Linked DNA regions of Bicyclus anynana: region 2 is linked to region 1. The links are chromatin contacts, called in public Hi-C maps. All regions are on one chromosome and are shown on one strand. Each heading gives the region's core, a stretch centred on a gene start, on an enhancer-like site or on the middle of the called end of the contact. The rest is flanking DNA. Distances are from core to core; before and after follow the strand shown. Region 1 holds the start of LOC112043039 (adenylyl cyclase-associated protein 2). Region 2 overlaps LOC112043039 (adenylyl cyclase-associated protein 2).

Region 1 (3,318 bases), core at 577-3,076:
ACTGATAATCTGATTAAAAAAGTATCAAAATACTTGGACCTTGCTCACAAGATGACTGTCATGTGGAATGTTGAGTCAATTATTGTTGTTCTGATAGTTGTTTCAGTCAATGGTCTTATTTTACTATAGGACCATTCACTGAAACAACTATCCATAAGCTTCGACCAACACGCTTTGGCTTAACTGCTGGATCAAGGATCGGATACAGTAGGCACGTATTGTGAAGTGTCACTCTGGACCACCGGTTACTTAGGCACTCAAATATCCCGCAGCAGGAGGGTTGAAAAGAAAAGACAAATAAATAGATGAGAGAAAAACACTAAATAGTATTTACTTGTAGACCTTATTGTGCCTTCTGAGACAAACATCCCGAAAGCCAAATTTGATGTACAATGTTTATCAACTGACAGTGAGTCACTTCATAGCTAATTTTATTAATATTTTGTACTATTTTTCAATAAAATGTTATTCAAAAGATATTTACTATAAATAACTAATTCTTTTTAAGGTCATTACTCAAATTTATTGTCATTAATTTAGCAACAAGTTAATTAAAATTATAAGGTGTAAAATAACTATAGTGTTTTTCAGACAGCATGGGTAAGGTGACATTCATTTCACTTTTGAATATTTGCTGTGATTCACAATAATAGTATGTATTATAAACGTCATAAGGCAACTGTCACCATACCCGTGCTATCTGAAAAACACTTTAGGGAGTTATACCTTCATTTTTTATTTCTTTATTGATAAACTTTGCATAACAAATTTGGATTTAGTATAAATACTAATATAATTCTATTTTTCTTTAGAGGTTAGCCCATGACTACAATCTCAACTGATAGTAAGCGATGATGCAGTCTAAGATGGAAGCGGGTTAACTTGTTAGGAGGATGAAATCCACACTCCTTTCGGTTTCTACACGACATCGTACCGAAACGCTAAATCGCTTGGCGGTACGTCTTTGCCGGTAGGGTGGTAACCAGCCACGGCCGAAGCCTCCCACCAGCCAGGCCTGGACCAATTAAGAAAATCTTAATCTGCCCAGCTGGGGATCGAACCCAGGACCTCCGTTTTGTAAATCCACTGCGCATACCACTGCGCCACGGAGGCCGTCAAAAAAAAACGTATATATGGTGTATGTAGCAGAGAGAACAAAGTAAAAGAGAAGGGGAGTCGTCAACATATTGTAATGAAGGAGTGCCTTCACTTATGCTGGAGTAACAAGTTCCTGGCTCTAGTTGGTGCTTTTCTTGGTGCCACACGGTCATGGATTGCCAGGATATTAATATCTCTATGAAATCAAAAGATGTGGTGGTGATGTCTTGTCACTATGCACAGAATTTAGAATAGATAATTATACTTTTTAAAACATCCAAAATTAATGAGTATATCTTTTCTACAGAGCTTGCAAATGAGTACTTAATGTAATATAATTACCGTTAGATGAACAAGTTGAGTAGAGGCAATAAGTAAGTAATACAGAAAACTATTACTTAAGTTCCACCTAAAAATACGTTCTCAAATCATGTTCGTTTCGTATTTTATTATTTAGATTAATAATTTAAAACTAATTAAAGCTACAAAGTAGCCAATAACAATTTACTTTGTTTATGCTAATGATAAAGATGGTACACATAAACACATAGGGAAAACTGGAATACACTTACCGTTAAGTTGATTAATATATCGGCAACAGCAATTAAATTGTTTATTCACCTAATTTTAAAATATTTTAGTAAAAAATTATATAAAATCAGTCTTTTATTAAAGATTCAATAGGTTACTTGTCAAATAAATGTATACCACAGCACAGATTAATAGATATTACCAAAGATTACAGTGTATTATTGGAAATAGATAGGCTACTCGAACTTTTTTCGGAACGAATGTGATAGCGCCATCTAGTGACTAGATACGGTATTTTAGTATAGTAAAAAGTATAAAAATCATAATGCATATTTTTTGTAAAGGAGAGACATATTTGATTTTGTAATAGTTGAAGAAACCAATTGAGAAAAACAAAAAAAAAAGACAAAAAGTTTTCTTTTGTTAACCCCGGGCTCGAACTCAGGTTTATCATATTGTACCTTTGTTATGCACCACTAGGCCAAATGACTATGTGGAAAACCGTTGAATTTAATGTACACTTACTGTTTTTCTTTAATAATCCCTTTGCATTAGAAATACAAACACATTCTTTCTATTACGCGTCAAAATTAAAAGTATAAATAATTCTTTTTTTTCGGTTTTTTTTTCGGTACTTACACGGGTTTAACCTCTAAAAACATTCTAGTACGTACACATCTATGTAATTGTATTTACTATCCTGGAATCTTAAATCTAGAATGTAGATGGCGCTGCTTCATAAAGATTTCACGTTCTTCTAAGTTCCCATGGCATGGATATTACCACAGATTACTAGATACGTATTGTACACTATTAAAAAAATAGACAAGTCTGATTCTGTGGTATCTAAATACAATCTACATTCTACACACAGATTAATAGATAATTCTACATTATCGTCAATCAATCCCTATTTTCCATATTCCCCACAAATCGAAACAAAATTTCCCAAATTAATGAAATAAAACATAAACCAATGTCCCCATGCAAAAATCAAGGAAAAATAATTGCAGTTTTATTGAGCCATGTTATCCATTAGGTATAATTTTACTTTTTTGAAACAATATACATTCAAAATTGTGCTGATTTTATTAAGAATTATTTTTATTTAGTATTTAAGTGTCGTGTGGATGATAGATGCAGAATTTAATAATCCCCAAGCATAGAACACAAATTGAAAAATTTTGTAACATTTAGCTGTTTCCCCGCAATTTTGGTAATACCCCACATACTGGCAATGCTGATCTAAAGTAAATAAAATATTTTTACTCTATGGTGAAATGCTACGCCGTAGAGCGAAGACAGAGAATGCGTAGATTAGATTAATTATCTCGTGTAAGCTTAGACCATTAATAATAAGTTTTTTATGAATGATACTAATAAACCTTTAGAAAAATATATTGGAGTTAGCGGTTAAATAGATAGATAGATACCATAACATACCATAGATTAATGTCAAAGGGTTGGCCGGTGCTATCTAACCGCAGATGGCGTCTCTGCAATTTGATGCCTTGGTATATTATGGTCCGTGGCGTTTTATAGCGGCACATTTGAAAGTAGCGCGTTTTGAAACAAATTCAATCTTTGAAATCGATGTAATGCCTGTAACAAAAAGTTTTAAAACAGTGTGACTTTACATCAATTGGCCTTAAATATATAAAGATAATAACAATTTATGGCAAAATAAAA
Region 2 (3,318 bases), core at 372-2,871, 41 kb before region 1:
AGTCATTATAGAAAGGGTGAATAATATGAAATTCCAATTGCATCGAGAGCTCGAGCTCGATTGTGTTTACCAAAGGCAAATATAAATATAATATTTACACGCAAATATTTTCATGTGCAGATGAAGTTTGCGTCCTCTATCATAAATTAATAGCGTCAAACCAAAGCTTCACATGCGCTTGTCCCAGACCATTAATAAATGAAATTACGAGATGGGTACGCTTCGCTTACTGAAATTACAATTTAAAAATTTCAGGAGTTCCCCGGAGAAACGTCCGCAGCGAGAGATTATTACAATGTTCCGGAATACGACAAATATAATTGTCACGAGGATCATCACGAATGCAACAAAGGAATTCTGTACATTGTGCCAGAGGAAACCAGTAGTCAGATGGAAATTAAAGAAATAGAGAGCGATGATGACGGAAATGAATGATTTTTAGGATTAAATAATATTTCATTTATGTGATTAAATTGCTTAATATATGGTGGGTTTAAGAAACATTTACCTGATAATCGTACAACATGAAAAGGCAATCTTCAAACAAATTTTATATAATCCATCGAAATTGATAGATAATATAAAAGGGGTATTATATAGACGTGGGTCGAATCCGGTCCGGGGCATGCACCTCCAACTATTCAGTTGTGTGCATTTTAAGAAATTAAATATCACGCGCCTCAAACGGTGAAGGAAAAACATCGTGAGGAAACCTGCATACTACAGAATTTTCTTAATTATCTGCGTGTGTGGAGTCTGCCAAGCATTGGGCTAGCATGGTGGACTATTGGCCTAATCCCTCTCATTCTGAGAAGAGACTCGAGCTCAGCAGTACGCCGAATATTTATTGTCATTTAGACGTAGGTACAATGTGGTAATTTAACACGTCACCAGGAATGCATGTTACGATATAAAATATGAGCGTCTTTTCTGGAGTTATAATCAATACCTGCGTGTTGCCAGTGATGACCTATGGTTCCGAGACTTGGTCGCTATCTATGGGCCTCATAAGAAGGCTCAGAGTCACACAGCGGGCGATGGAACGAGCTATGTTAGGAGTATGTCTGCGTGATCGAATCAGAAATGAGGAGATCCGCAGAAGAACCAAAGTCACCGACATAGCTCAACGAGTTGCGAAGCTGAAGTGGCAATGGGCGGGGCACATAGTTCGAAGAGCCGATGGACGTTGGGGTCCCAAAGTGCTGGAATGGCGACCCCGCACTAGTAAGCGCAGTGTTGGCCGACCCCCCACCAGGTAGACTGACGACATCAAGCGAGTCGCAGGGATTCGCTGGATGCAGGCGGCTCAGTATCGTGATGTTTGGAAGTCCCTACAAAAGGCCTATGTCCTGCAGTGGACGTCCATCGAATGATATAATGATGATGATGATGAATCAATACCTTAATTAAACAACACCTTGTAATATACCCGGGTAACAAGTCCCGGGCTTTTGCGACAACGTTGGAGTTTTCTGTCACACGATGGACCCGGCAACCCGCACGGTGAGTCCATGGAATGCTAAGGTCTCACAAACTCACCTGCATCTGCACCGACTGGCAGTTGACGAACTCGACGCTGGAGACGAGGTTGTCGAACACGACGGCGCACTTGGTGCACGAGTCCAGCACCACGCCGTTGATCTTGCCGCGCACCGTGAGCGCGGAGTCGCGGCACCGGAACATGTACACCACGTTGTTCATCTCGGCGTTCTCTACCACCAGGTTCGAGTTGCCCTTCTGGTATTCCTGGTAACAAGATATTTATAATTCAATGGATTTGCAGGATACGCTTATTAGAAGCATTTCTGAAAAGTATTTTTTAGATGCAACACGACTTCTGAAAAAAGCCGTTAAAAATCGTTGGCATTATAAATGTGCCTAAAGTCAGCCATTGACAATCAATTATTCTCACGTTTCTGCAGCGCAAACGGCAGCGAAGATGTTTTATAAGTCGAGGCGTCATGCACGCAGTGACCAATACAGGATCAGTTAGTCGTGGGTGTTGCAGAAACGTGAGTATAATTGATCGTCAATGGCGTGCATAAGCGAAGTATTCAGTACTACGGTCTACGAGTAAATACTTAGAGCAATGAATAACAAAAATAAGTTGTCCACCAAGAAAAGTATGAACCAGTTCGGTGACGCCACCCGATACGACAAAATAGTGTCAACATAATCTACGAGTAACGAGTACCTATATTTGTAACTACGAACAGGTAGACTAGAATTTTTTTTTACATGCTTTTATTCAGTTTGATATAAGCTATTCGCAGGGATTCGACGGATTCGGAAATGGCACGTCGATTCCCTTTCTACGATCGCAGACGCTTCGAAAACTAGAAAAATGTATTGGAATGACATTTACTATCCACAGGTCACGTGATCAAGATCTGTCATTCCCATACATTTTTCTAGTTTTCGAAGTTTGTGACAGGATCGTGATGATTGGAAGTCCCTACAAAAGGCCTATGTCCTGCAATGGACTTCCATCAGCTGATATGATGATATAAGCTAATTTGAAAATTAGCTTCAGAAGGTCATCGCACCAATAAATTCAATGTCAATAACATTTTATTATAAGCGGAGATAAAGATCTCAACTAATTAACATGAATTAGGAATTCAATATTGACTTAATTACATAACTAAACGAATAAACAAAACCTCACTCAAGTAAATGGGTAAATATTAGCAAAGCGGTCCAATTTTAACAAAGTCGAAGAACAAGTATGAGGAAATGAGATTGCTTTGAGCACCAAGAACGCCCTTTATAAATCATAATATCCTCAAAGGAATACCTTCTAAATGAAAGCACATTGTATTATTATGTTTGTGTAGGAAACATTGCGAAACTAAGTAGATTGAAGGTACTATTTAAGTAATATTAATAAATAATAACGGGAACTAGATATTAGTAGGTGGTAAAGTTTTGGCTCGTGTTTGTTAGCTTATGCATGTTACTTCATCCGAATCTCTTTAGGTCTAACGAACGGAATCAGATGAAACGTGGCTTTAAACTTAGCTTTATACTATCGAGTAAGGAAGCTCTATTAAAATAATACGTACGTATATACTCTGATACTTTTTCATCATTGCACAGCATTGTTGTGCTATGAGACTACGATGTAAATTTTATTTTAGCATAAAAGGCAAAAATTATCAAATTACTTGGACCTTGCTCACGAGATTAACGCCATGTGGAGCCAACTATTATTGTTCCGATAGTTGTTTCAGAATTTGTATTATATTTTGTTTGAATAACATTGTTAAAAATTTAAAAAAAAACGAGAAATAATAAATGAGAGTAAATATACAGCTA

Evidence for each region. A called contact is a pair of places that touch in the nucleus more often than the background predicts.
Region 2: a contact with region 1 is called in a Hi-C map of whole body, with 2.2 times the contacts expected there. The contact joins the enhancer-like site here to the promoter of LOC112043039 in region 1. A contact is called at or near these places in 2 of 2 Hi-C or Micro-C datasets (whole body and whole larva).

What each region holds. Positions count from the first base shown.
Region 1 is chr1:12,701,163-12,704,480 of ilBicAnyn1.1, reverse strand. LOC112043039 (adenylyl cyclase-associated protein 2) reads right to left here and starts at 1,826. Exons shown (of 9, transcript XM_052883302.1): 1 at 1,671-1,826.
Region 2 is chr1:12,741,819-12,745,136 of ilBicAnyn1.1, reverse strand. LOC112043039 (adenylyl cyclase-associated protein 2) reads right to left here. Exons shown (of 9, transcript XM_052883302.1): 7 at 1,540-1,746. Among protein-coding and RNA genes, the nearest start is that of Trnaq-cug, 32 kb to the left of the region's middle. Within about 2 kb of position 1,621, at least 7 of the 8 cell types and tissues checked have open chromatin away from gene starts, as enhancers often do.